2 separate regions of the Sus scrofa genome follow, and region 2 is linked to region 1. Evidence: chromatin contacts called from public HiChIP or PLAC-seq data. All regions are on one chromosome and are shown on one strand. The core of a region is the stretch at or near the end of the contact, and the rest is flanking DNA. Distances in the headings are between cores, read along the strand shown. Region 1 holds the start of BRCA2 (breast cancer type 2 susceptibility protein). Region 2 holds the start of PDS5B (sister chromatid cohesion protein PDS5 homolog B).

The links. HiChIP or PLAC-seq counts read pairs in DNA pulled down with a chosen protein or histone mark.
Region 2: a contact with region 1 is called in an H3K27ac HiChIP or PLAC-seq map of alveolar macrophages. The contact joins the promoter of PDS5B here to the promoter of BRCA2 in region 1. A contact is called at or near these places in 2 of 47 Hi-C or Micro-C datasets (embryonic fibroblasts and skeletal muscle) and 1 of 2 datasets of contacts at active chromatin or transcription factors (alveolar macrophages).

What each region holds. Positions count from the first base shown.
Region 1 is chr11:8,802,434-8,809,147 of Sscrofa11.1, reverse strand. It overlaps BRCA2 (breast cancer type 2 susceptibility protein), which reads right to left and starts at 3,198. Exons shown (of 37, transcript XM_021065184.1): 1 at 3,042-3,198; 2 at 2,240-2,345. The coding sequence starts at 2,306. ZAR1L (ZAR1-like protein) reads left to right here and starts at 3,272. Exons shown (of 4, transcript XM_021065181.1): 1 at 3,272-5,685; 2 at 6,212-6,304. The coding sequence starts at 4,903.
Region 2 is chr11:9,010,397-9,017,110 of Sscrofa11.1, reverse strand. It overlaps PDS5B (sister chromatid cohesion protein PDS5 homolog B), which reads right to left and starts at 2,417. Exons shown (of 35, transcript XM_021065557.1): 1 at 2,215-2,417.

The sequences.
Region 1 (6,714 bases), core at 1,949-4,448:
CATGTGCTGCAGGTACGGCCATAGAAAAGACAAAAAAAAAAAAAAAAAAAAAGAATGCATTCCACAGATACAATTCAAATAAGTGGCAACATTTCTTAAGTGGCTTGACAAATCAATAGGCACAAGAGACAGGTAGACTCAAAAATAAAACAGAATAAAGAGATTCTCTGTCGGCATTCCCATTGTGGCTCAGTAGGTTGAGAACTTGACTAGTATTGATGAGGATGCAGGTTCGATCCCTGGCTTCACTCAGTGGGTTAAGGATCCGGTGCTGCTGTGAGCTGCAGTGTTGGTCTCAGATATGGCTAGGATCTGGCATTACTGTGGCTGTAATTTAGGCCAGCAGCTGCAGCTCCAATTTGATCCCTATCCCAGGAACTTTCACATGTCACAGGTACGGCCTTATAAAGAGTCTCTGTCATAGAGAATGTCAAAATTTCTCCCATGATCTATGCTTAAAGTAGTGGTTTTCATAGCGTGGTCCGTGGAAATTTGGAGGGAAGTTCCGTAAGACCCTTTTCAAGAGGCCCATAACGTCAAAACTATTTTCATACTATGAGGCATCATTTGCCTTTTTCACAATGTGGACGTCCGCACCGCTGGTGGGTAAAACCGATGACAACTTTACATCAGTCAAGACAGTGGCCACACTGCACTAGCAGTCACTGCGGTCTTCATCAACATGCCTTTGTTAAAAAACAAAGACAAAAAGCAAGTTTAACTTTGCGTGTCCTTAACAATGTAGCAAAAGTTAATTCTATTAAAATCTAATCCTACAGCATACCTTTTTAATATTCTCTGTGGCAAAATGGGAAGCATGCATAAGCATTTCTGTATATATAAGTACAATAGTCGTCTAGAAAAGCACTCATGTGATGAACTGTGAGCCGAATTAGCACTTTTTTTCATGGAAAGCCATTTTTACTAGAAAGAATGATTAAGTTATTCTGAGTTGAGTGACTTGGTACACACTTTCTCAAAAATGAATGAACCGAGCCTGTTACTTCAGGGAAAACAACAGTTTGTTGCCGATAGCAAAATGTGAGCTTCCAAATGAGAATAAGACGTTCGTTAAACTCTATCAGGCTTTGAGCTTGACATCTTCCTAAAACTTTTCTGATGACATCAGTCAAGTAATCAATGTGATTTTTTTTTTTTTTTTCTTTTCAGCTGTATCTGTGGCATGCATAAGTTCCCGGGGCCAGGGATAGAACCCTCACCACAGCAGAGATCCGAGCTGCAACAGTGACAATGCTGGATCCTTAAGCCACTGAGCCACCAGGGAACTCCATGATTTTTTAATAATATCTAATGCAGTATGTCAATATACGGAATGTCTGTGTAATTCAGAACATCAATATTTTTCATACAATCCATGAATGATGTTACAACATGTATAAAAGATTTATTCAAGAGGCAAGAAACACTAACTGAATTTAATGTAACAAGAGTATGAAAAATTCATTACATGGTTTCAGATTCCACATTGTAACTTCTAAGAGGCTACTACTTAAGCTTTGGTGTAGTACCAAAGAAAAATACCCAAGAGTAACTGAAGACCATTAAAATACTCCTTTTTCTAACTACACTGCTGAGTGAGGTTGGGTTTTCTTCATACACTTCTTCCAAACAACATTGTAACAGATCAAACACAAAACGGGTCTAAGAATCCAGCCATCTTCTCCTGAGCCAGATACTGAAGGAGAATTGCAAAATGTTAAAATAATGTCACTCTTCTCCCGTTGGGGGAGTGGTTATTTTTCAAAAACATGTTATTCACATCAATATACAATGGGTTTATTTACTTATTATTAAGTTATAACTTTTTAAAAGTTCTTTTAAATTTCTAATATGTTCACCTATAATAAACAAAAGCTCTTGGTCCTCCATCATTTTTAGAGTGGAAGGAATACTGAGACCAATAAGTTTGGTCTCAGTATTCTGCTCTATGTTACCAATGCGTCTGATGTGGCTAAAAGTTTTCTGCTGAAAAAAAACAATTCTACTGCCAATCAAAGGGCCAGTCTCCTCTTTGTCCACTACAGGTTCTACACTTAACCATGTGGTTAAATGTAAATGATTATTTTCCTAACTGATTTGACTCTATATAAAGCACAGTTTATGGTGTAAACAAAAATGTGAAGTATTGGATTCTTTTCAGCAAGCAGCACAGTTAAATGTTTTTCTGAAAACATTTTTCTTAGTGTAATTGATCAATTTATATAAAATTTGTCAATACCTGCTTCGTTGCATCGCGTCTTAAAAATTTCAAAAAAAGTTGGTCTCTCTTTGCATCCAATCGGCATTTTTATCTACAATATGCCTCCGACGTTTGGTAAATGAGTCTGCAAAAGAGAACACCAAAATATACTTCACAGGATAGAGTCCTTGTTAAGTGACTCTGAGGTAAAATCGGAAGCGGGTAAACTTGCCTAAAATTACATTGTCTATTTACTTGGTCCCACTTTTGGGACAAGATTCAACGCAATGAAGGAAGATTCTATATCTGTGCCGTCTAATACGGCAGCCACTAGCCACATTAAGCATTTGAAATGTGTCAAGTATGACTTAAAATCAGAATTTTCAATAGTATTATCTCTCTTAAGTTAACTAGTCACGTGTGGCTAGTGGCGGCGCAGTTAGCAGGGGCTATGAGATAAACACCATTTCGCAATGCCCAATCAGTAAATCTTCGTAACACAGCAATTACCTGGGGACTAAGATACAGTGTGCCATAGGTTTTAAAACACTTTCCAAAAGAGCAAGATTCCGCTAAAATAACTTTATCCTATTTCCAATTAAGGAAATTTCGGATTGGGACTTCTGGGACTAGAGGCCCCCCCCCAGCTGGGCAATGGAGTTCCCGGGAAGGGGCGGGGCTCGAACCTCCGGCCCTGAGAGCAGGTCCCTCTCCGGCCTGCGAGGGGCTGGCGGGGTCCATCCCGGGCCGGAGGCCGCGGCTCCCACCCGGGCACGAGACGCGCTCCCCGCCGCCTGAGACCGCGGAAGCCTGGCCGGTCTCCACTCCTGCCAACACTAACCGCCTTCAGAGGTGCAGCTCTCTTTGGCCAGAGTAGGCTGACAAAACCCGCGCCGGCACTTCGATGAGGAATCTGACCCCAGACTCCTTTCCGCCGCCACCCACAGCCCCAAACAGCACCCAGGTCGCAGAGCCCCAGCAGCCCCGCCTCCGCCCACCGGGTTTCAGACGCTCGCGCCAAAAGCCGGCTCTCGGGACACGTGACGCGATGACGCCATGACGCGGCACGCAACGTGCGCGCCACCCGGAAGTCAGGCTCGGGCCGGGCCGCCGCAGCCGCTGCCTTTTATGGCCAAAGCCAATCATTGTTTAACTACCTGAGAGTCTGTACCCAGCGTTACTCTTCTGAGCCTTCAGAGTAGCAGGCCGCGCTGCTGGGAGGGACCGCGCGTCCCGTGTATACTCCCCGACTTCTTCCCCTTCTCTCCGCTACATCTACGTTTGGGTGCCCCCTCGGACAGGGCCTGGGGTCTTTGAAAAGTCTTTGTTCTAAGAGTGGGCGTCCCCCAAAGAGGCAGATGTTCGAAAACCCCACAGTGGTCCGTGGCTGTGGATGACTCCTTTTCCCGGCTGCCTGCTCCTCTAGGGTAGAAGGGGCTGCAGTTTAAAGCCAGAGGACATTAGTTCTAGTCCACAGGCAGCTGGTTTTCAAAACCTCTGAACCCGCTTCCCTGCTTAAAAAATTGTAAAACCCGCCTCAAGTCTCCTGCATTAAGTACTTCCCTGTGGGGGCTTCCGTAATATCCCTTGACATTCCTAGGGTACCAAGCACTGTTTTGTGCCCGACTTCCCTCCAACCGCCTGCAAGATATGCTTAGCACCAGGCTTAATTCAGGTTTATAGTATTACCTAGAAAACCTTCGGCTGGATTCTGGAGGTGAGAGCGGCTCATGGGCCTTGCTGCTTCCTGAAGGCTCTTAACAGTGCACAATGGAAGCAACCTTGGATTAGAAAAAGGGTGGCCTCTGCTTGGTTCCTTGGGTGTCATTTTAGTTTGATAATCCTTAGCTGTAGTAGGAAGTCTTACCAATACAGATAGGTACCACAGCTATGATCATCCAGGTCTAAATAGCAAAGAAACACAGGCGCTTGATCTTTACCCAATAACAGCTACCACATAGTGAACATCTGTGAGTTGTTCTGCTTTGTGCCTTATAAGAAATATCATGCTTAGTCTTATAATAATTTATAAATCACTGGGTATTTTCAGATGGGGAAATCGAATCATCTTAGTTTAAGTTGCCTGGTCAACAAAGACTGGGTTTCAGTTCAAGTGTGTGTGTGACTTCAGGTACTTAACTATCCTATTAAATCTGTATTTACCCTCAAGGTCAGAACAATTTGCTTCCCTCCTCACACCCTGTTTTGGGGGGGGGGGGCGAGGCAAGGGTCCTCATTGGAGTGTTTTAATGAGAACTGTTGGTATGTCATACAACCTTCCCAAATATATTTTTTTACCATAGCACTGCCCCCTCTCCCCATAACTTTATGCTCCTTGTTCCTGTGGTACCAGGTTTTTTACACTCATTAGCTGTGCATAGCATTCTTTCTTATACACACTCTTCTAGTGTGGCAGCTCAAATGATTTACTGCTTGAATTTGATCTATGGTATCTTTTAAAACAGGACCTCTAAAATGGGGAGTCCCTATGCGAATAACTAAATGAATTGCTAACTTAGGGCATGTGTGTGAATAAGAAGTTAAATGAAAAACAGCTTTGAAAAAAAGAATCGAAGAGACAGGGAAGAGCAATTAGAGATCGGCGGCAATTAGACCTCTGCAGGTAAGGAGATCACCTTCCTTCCCCCAATTACGGTAACAGGCAGCAGCACCCGGCCCGATCTGAAATAAATGAAGCTCGGATGAACCTGAATCAACTTGTGTGGAGAAAGAGGGGGCGGTTGAAGATGGAAGGTAAAATAAGGACGCAAACAAACTGCCCTGGGATATTGCGCTGTGCCTGGGCGCCGGGAGGGCGGATGGAGCGCTTTGTGCGTGTTCCCTACAGCTTGTACCCGGGCTACGGGAACACGCTGCCATTGGGTCACCCCGGACTCGCTGAGCACAAACAGCCCGACTGGAGGCAAAACAACGGTCCCCCCGCTTTCCTGGCCAGGCCGGGGCTGCTGGTGCCCTCCAATGCCGCGGACTACTGCGTGGACCCTCGCAGGAGGGCCCAGCTCAAGGCCATTCTCTCCCAGATGAACCCCAGCCTGAGCCTGAGGCTGTGCAAGGCCAACACCAAGGAGGTGGGCGTGCAGGTGAGCCCGCCGGTGGACAAGTCCGTGCAGTGCTCGCTGGGGCCTCGCACCTTGCACAGCCGCTCTCCCTGGAGCGGCCCAGGCCAGCAGGCGCCCGGGTCCGCCTGGGGCGTCTCTTCGTCGGTGATGGACCGCAAGGGCGTGGGGCTGCTGCGGAAGGATGGCGAACACGAGGAGAGGAAAGCACTTTCGGGTCTTGCGGAGCCTGGCCAGCAGCCGCCGCCGCCGCCACCACCAACACCAAGTTCAGAAGAGGACCAGCGGGAGGAGTGCCACCAGCACGATGCGTCGGGGGAGGAAGATGCCTCGAGTCCGGAGGAACGCCAGGACAAGCAAGCTCAGGGAGGTGGCGGTGCTCCGTTCCGGCCGAAACCCACCTTCCAGGTGAGCCCTCTCTGCCTTCCCCGCAGCCCTCTGCTAGCCCCATTCCCTCTTTCCTGTTTTCCATTTCTAGAGCAATGACAGCAGAATCTTTCTTGCTCCCTCCCTTTATTTGATGGAGAGCAAGTTCTGAAAACATGTATTTTACATGGCATAGGTGCTTTGTCCCTTGGGGGCAAAATAGGGTGCCCACTTGAAGCCTTAGAAACCCCAGTGTTTGGGAGCCATAGCTATTGGGAATGAGGGGCAAAGGAGGGTTTCAGGTTGTGAAATACGTGATCAGCCCTTCATTTTGTGAAGTTGGTGCGAGTGGTCTTGGGGAAAATAGATTAGCAAAGCCTGAGAGCCGCAAGAAGCATCCCAGAGTAATGAGTCCTTGAGAGAGGAGACCGGAGTCAATGTTGTGACCTTGAGAAGAGCTCTGATTGAGTTAAGGAGGCTTCTTATTTTTTTTCTTACACAAGGCCACAGGAACAGGCTCCCCCCTCAAACACTAAGATAGTAAAGGACCTTTCCTCCTTATTTGCAGTTTTTAGAACCAAAATATGGCTATTTTCACTGTAAAGATTGTAAGACCAGATGGGAGAGTGCTTATGTCTGGTGCATTTCTGGAACTAACAAGGTAAGTAAAAGTGAGTGGGACCAGGGCGAAGGCTGGGGCGGGCGATGGTGCATGGGGGGGGGTACAATCCTGATGGAGTGCGGCTGTGGTGCTGCCCCAGCCATCTTGGCCGCACCTAATGGGTGCTCCGTCAGTGTTTGAACGGAGCCGAACTGGGCCGTCCACCAAAATGCCAGAGCGCCTGAACCATATCCCAGCGTTAGATTTGGTTGGGTAGTTCCCTTGGACAAAATGTCAGGTTGTTTAGATGAACCCTTGCTCTCCTGTGTCTGGGACTTGTTGCTGTAGCCATTTCCCTCTGCGCCCCCCACCTTTTTTTAGGGCCACACCTGCAGTATATGGAGGGTCTCAAGCTAGGGGTCCAGTCAGAGCTGTAGCTGCCAGCTGTGGGCTGATGACACAGCCACAAC
Region 2 (6,714 bases), core at 1,168-3,667, 210 kb before region 1:
GAAAGCATAAGCATACAAGAATGAAAGTGACAAGAAGAGTAAAAAGCTACTGTAGGGGTGGGAATGGTTTAAAAAAATTAATTTAATAAAAAGCTTCTGTAAAAACAAAGTTAATGCATGGATAATCAACCTCAACAAAAGAAAAATAAGAAAGAGCACAAAAATTCTTCAAGGCAAAAAAAAAAAGTCAATACAAACACTACCATGTCATTTAAAATACACCTTCAAGTAAAACCCAGAGATTTTTTTAAACCATCAAAAAGGCAAAAATAAATAACTACTTCAGTAATCAAAGAATGTCTAAAACGCACCTTTTCTATATACACTTGTAAATTCATTTTGAAAGAATAATGTTCTGACTTAATTTTTTTACACCTAAGTTTTTCAAAATAAATCTATCTTAACATAAGAAGTTTCATGTTGAAACTTTCACCTATATATTCACCACTACAAATTTTAATTAGGTTTTCTGCTACTACTCAGTGATACAAAATTAACTGTTCCACAAACTGACCTGCATACACCATAAGAATGCTCATTTTACGGTTCCTAAAAATGCTAACATTTCTGACATATGCAGTGCATAGATAAGTGTCTTTTCTAACCCTTATTTTGCTTAATACCATTTTTGTGTTTTTAACTATTTTACTTGACTACTGTATAAGTTAGAACAGAAAATACTCTATCTTGGGACTTCACATACATATGCTGAGAACAATGATTATACATACTGCCATCGAGGTTTTGGGTTTTTGTGGGGGGGTTTTGCCATTCAAGTTTTAAATAATTATGACTCATGTACAGCTCGCCTCTTATATACATAAATAAACTTGGATTCTTAATGATTATTAGGAAGACAGCCGGTGACCCCCAAATCACTCAAGACCACAGACTAAACCTTCGAAATCAAAGGCTATATCCAAAATTTCCGAAATGGTTTAATAAACAGGGTTGGTAGGGTCGTTCAGGACAGTACCGTCCAGCCATCATTTCATAATAAAAGTATAAGAGCGTTCGAAGTACGTTTTTCAAAGTCAAATAAAGGGTTCTCTTTTGGAGTTGATTAGGATGCCCAAAACGCTCTTTCCAACCCTATCCCGAGTTTGCACGGGCCGCGGAGGAACGGAGGAAGCGGCAGTTCTGAAGCGGAGGTGCTACGTTTCTGGGTTCGGAGTCATTCCCTCGAATAACTGTACCAGGGCTTAGCGTGTCGCGGCTTCAGCGCATGTACCAAGAGGCAAAGCAGCACAGAACCACAAACAAGCTTTTTCTCCCGACCAGAAACTTTTCAGGTGTCAGTAAGATAACAGACTCAAAAAAACGTCAACCAGACACCGTTTGCACTGTCGTTCCAATTCCGAGGCTTCCTAAAGGAAAGCTAGGACTCAGTGGTCGCCAGGGAGGAGCCACTCCAGCCCGTCTGGACTCTTCCCCAACTAGGTCCTCGGGTGCCCCCAGCACCAGCTCCAAGAGGCGCGGTGAGCGCGCTTTATCTCTGGCGACTGGCAAGTAACCGTATAAAAATGTCACTCTATCGGCCCTTGTCGTCGCCCGGAGCAGAGGCTGCGCGGAGCGGGCCCGGCGCGGGGGACCCGGCCGCGGGGGCGGAAGGGCCGAGGCCCGCAAACCGCCCCGGGGTCAGCCGGGACCCGCGCTCCCCGCCCCTCGCCCGGAAGGGGGAAAACCCGCCCGCGGGAGGATTCAACAGGAGCGCCGCGCCGCCCGCCTGCCGCCCGGGAAACAGCCGCCGGCCGGCCGGGCGCGGGGGGGAGGGGCGGCGGCGGGGCGCGGGCTGCGGGGCGGCCGGGCAGCCCGGCAGCGGGCGCGGACCCCCGGCGCGCGCAAGGTCACCGCCCGCGGCCCGCCGCCTCCGTCGCCGCGGGCGCCCCGGTCGGGCCAGGGCGGCAAGTTTAATTTCCAGAGGCTGCGGCTGAGCCCACGGCGTGGAGGGAACACGGCGGCCGAGGGGCCCTCCCCACCCCCCACCGCACAGCCGGGCCCACGCCCCCGGCCCGCGCCCCACTCCTCCCGGCCCCGCCGCCGCCAGGCAGCCGGCGGCTGCAGCCCCCGATGCCTGGAAGCGAGTCTCGGCTGGCAGGCGGGCGGCGCTTGAGCCCCGCCACAGACACAGCCGCGGTGGCGGGCGCTGAAAAATGGAGCGCGGCGACCAGAGAGAAGAGACATTTTCTTCCCGTTAACTGAATTGTTTCCTACCTCCGGGTGCCCGACTCGTTACTCCTCTCACTCCGCTGCTCTCCGGGATCCGCCGCCGCCGCCGCATCCAATCGCCTCCTCCCCCCCTCCCCTTCCGCAGCCAGCCCCGCCGTTCCTCCTCCTCTCCGCTTCAAAATGGCGCCAAGAGCTCTTCGGCGGCTGCTCCAATCGAACCGCCGCGGACAGCACCGGGGGCAGGCAGAGCGCCGCGTGGGTGCGCAGCGCCCCCTGCCGACCGGACAGCCTCGCGCGCGTGCCCGCCGGCCTCCCCTCCGCCCCGCCCCGTGCGCCCGCGCGTGCCCGCCTCCGCCCCGCCCGTCGCGCGCGCACGCAGTCACACGGGCACGCCGCCGCTGTGACATCGAGACCCGGGGCTGTCAATGCTTTCTCTGCTTCTAAGGCTTCCTTGACTTTTGCCGAAAACCACGTAAATTGTTATATACCTCTACCTTTATGGATAAAAGTTGGGAATTTTTTAAAACAATGAAACAATACTAATATCGTGCTAAGTAAATAAAATTGATGTTAACTACTTTGCTCCTTGCTAACGCTGACCTAGTCATCTCAAAATGCCCTGAGTTGTTTTTGTTTTTGTTGTTCTTGCACTTTATATGTTATGTCTTTACTTAATCTCACAGCTGTCCCATTTTCAGGTATTGTTTAGGCGGTGGCTGCGAGGACATAACAAGTCCACCTGTAACAAAGCATTCCATTCATTTTATCACAATTGTCCTTATTACAGGGAGAAATAATCTGAAGAACACAAGGAAGTCTTCTGGGAGGTGGATTTCTAACCCCCTTCACCTCCAGGGGATGCCGCTCCTCACTTCTGCAGCTGTACTACGAGTATATTGAAAGTTCATCTGGGGTCCGTCGTGGCGCAGTGGTTAACGAATCGACTAGGAACATGAGGTTGCGGTTCGGTCCTGCCTTGCTCAGTGGTTAACGATCCGGCGTTGCGTGAGCTGTGGTGTAGGTTGCAGACGCGGCCGGATCCCACATTGCTGTGGCTCTGGCGTAGCCGGTGGCTACAGCTCTGATTCGACCCTAGCCTGGACTCCATATGCCGGGAGCGGCCAAGAATAGCAACAATAACAACAACAACAAAAAAAAGACAAAAAGACAAAAAAAATTAAAATAAAATAAAAAAAAAAAAGAAAGTTCATCTGGAGATTTACTATTAGGATGGAGAGAGAAAAAAAAATCTCTGAGGATTAAATGAAGCAGTTGCTTAAAAAAAAAAGGAACTATGTTGTATGCAATAGCAAATGGATTTACAGAAATTAGTAATATAAACCTTCATTTAAAGCAACACTATTTAGGGAAACAAATCTGAAGTTGGTATTAAAAGAAATTAGTATTAAAAATAAATGTCTGTCTTTAGGGCTTTAAAAAAACCGAATGTGAGGGGAGGGTGTATATGAGAAATCTCTGTATCTTACTCTCAATTTTGCTATAAACTTAAAATTGATCTAATAAAGTCCAAAAAATAAGCAAATTGTAGTTCATCAGGAGCAGTACAATTGGATGCAGCATAATTTAAGATAGATAAACCGGGAGTTCCCGTCGTGGCGCAGTGGTTAACGAATCTGACTAGGAACCATGAGGTTGCAGGTTCAATCCCTGGCCTCGATCAGTGGGTTAAGGATCCAGCATTACCTTGAGCAGTGTTATAGGATGCAGACTCTTCTCAGATCTGTCCTTGCTCTGGCTGTGGTGTAGGCCAGTGGCTGCAGCTCTGATTGGACCCCCAGCCTGGGAACCTGCATGTGCTGTGTGGGTGTGGCCCTAAAAAGACAAAAAAAAAAAATCAGTGGTGAGAATGATGAAAAAATTCTGATTTGCAGTTCCCATCGTGGCGAAGCGGAAACAAATCTGACTAGGAACCATGAGGTTGCAGGTTTGATCCCTGGCCTCGATCAGTGGGTTAAGTATCTGGCATTGCCATGAGCTGTGGTGTAGTTTGCAGACTCGGCTCAGATCTGACGTTGCTGTGGCTGTGACTTAGGTCGGCAACAACAGCTCCGATTAGACCCCTAGCCTGTAAACCTTCATATGCCTCGGGTACGGCCCTAAAAGGACAAAAGACAAAAAAAAAAAAAAAAAATTCTGATTTTATACAGACTTGGTTAAAAGAATTATCTTTGATTATAAAAAAAACCCCACAAATCTGGGAGTTCCCTTCATGGCTCAGCAGTTAATGAACCTGACTAGGTTCCTTGAGGATACCAGCTCGATCCTTGGCCTCGCTCAGTGGGTTAAGGGTCTGGCATTGCTATGAGCTGTGGTGTAGGTTGCAGACATGGCTCATATCCTGCACTGCTGTGGCTGTGGCCAGCAGCTATACCTCCGATTCGATCCCTAGCCTAGGAACTTCCACATGCATGGGTACAGCACTAAAAGCACACACACACAGACAAAAACCCCCACAAATCCCTGTGCTAGTTTTTTTATGGCTATTGTAAACAAATTATAAAAACAACCAACAACAGATTTATTGCCTTACAGTTCTGTGATTCAAAGAACTGGCACAGGTTTCACTGGGTTAAACTCAAGATGTTGGCACAGCTACATTCCTTTCTGGAGGGTCTAGAATTCTCTAGGAGAGAACCCGTTTTCTTGCCTTTTGCAGCTTTGAGAGGCTAACCACATTCCTGAGCCCTTGTCCCCTCTTCTCCATCATCACAGTCCACACAACGGCATCTTTCTGACCCTGTTTCCACTGTCACATGTCTTTGTCAGACTCACTTCTGCCTCCTTCATTCGAGTTTAAAGACCCTTCTGATTATATTGGGCCCATCTAAATAATCCAGGATAATTTGCCTAATTTAAAGTCAGATGATTAGCAACCTTAATTTGATCTATAACCTTAATTCCCCTTTGCCATGTAACCCAAATATTCACAGGTTCTTCAGCAGAGGACATAGATATCTTTGGGACTCATTATTCTGCCCACCATACCACTCATATTCTGATCATTTGGTTTTTTGGTTGTTGCTTGTTTGCTTTGTTTTTTGGTAGAGTGTAAAGTTGAGATTGAGGGGATTAAGAAGAGAAGAGCTCAGGAGTGCCCGGAGTTCACATGAACAACTGTAAAAACACCTACACTGTTCCCACTACCTTTTTTTTTTTTTATAATTTTTTTATTCTCCCACTGTACAGCAAGAGGGTCAGGTTATCCTTACATGTATACATTACAATTACATTTTTCCCCCACCCTTTCTTCTGTTGCAACATGAGTATCTAGACAAAGTTCTCAATGCTATTCAGCAGGATCTCCTTGTAAATCTATTCTAAGTTGGGTCTGATAAGCCCAAGCTTCCGATCCCTCCCACTCCCTCCCCCTCCCATCAGGCAGCCACAAGTCTCTTCTCCAAGTCCATGATTTTCTTTTCTGAGGAGATGTTCATTTGTGCTGGATATTAGATTCCAGTTATAAGTGATATCATATGGTATTTGTCTTTGTCTTTCTGACTCATTTCACTCAGGATGAGATTCTCTAGTTCCATCCATGTTGCTGCAAATGGCATGATGTCATCCTTTTTTATGGCTGAGTAGTATTCCATTGTGTATATATACCACATCTTCTGAATCCAATCATCTGTCGATGGACATTTGGATTGTTTCCATGTCCTGGCTATTGTGAATAGTGCTGCAATGAACATGCGGGTGCATGTGTCTCTTTTAAGTAGAGTTTTGTCCGGGTAGATGCCCAAGACCCACTACCTTTTGAAAGCAGCTTCACTAATGTATAAAGCATGGTTTCTGAAATCCTGGTTATACCACAGCTGGAGACAAAAATCATACAGGCTTGACCATCGTCCTGCCTTAAGTGAGGGACCCTTAAACCTTGCAGGACATGCAGGAGGTGTATCAGCAGGTGTAGGCTGGAGAATTGTCTCTTGAGGGTAGAACTTCGAATTTATACTGTTTGAAAGAAAATAATTTCCAGGTTAAAAATAGAATATATGAATGCACTTCTGTAGAAATGCAGTACTTAGCGTTTGCAATTATATTTATTGAAATATATGAATAGCAAAAACAATATAAGTTTGAATCACTTTCAAAAAGCAGCTAGAGGAGTTCCCCCTGTGACACAACAGAAAAGGCAGTGTCTCTGCAGCACCAGGACGCAGGTTTGATACCCCACCCTGCACAGTGGGCTAAAGGATCCAGCAGCATAGGTCACAACTATGGCTCAGATCTGATCCCTGGCCCAAGAACTTAATGTCAAAGAGCAGCCCCAAAAAAATGAGAAAAAAAAAGCAATGGAAGTAATAATCTGAGCTATAAGAAACTGTATAAGTGGGAGTTCCCGTCGTGGCTCAGTGGTTAACAAATCCGAACAGGAACCATGAGGTTGCAGGTTCCATCCCTGGCCTCATTCATTGGGTTAAGGATCCGGCGTTACCATGAGCTGTGGTGTAGGTCAAAGACACGGCTAGGAGCTGGAGTTGCTGTGGCTCTCGGGTAGACTGGCAGCTACAGCTCGGACTCAAC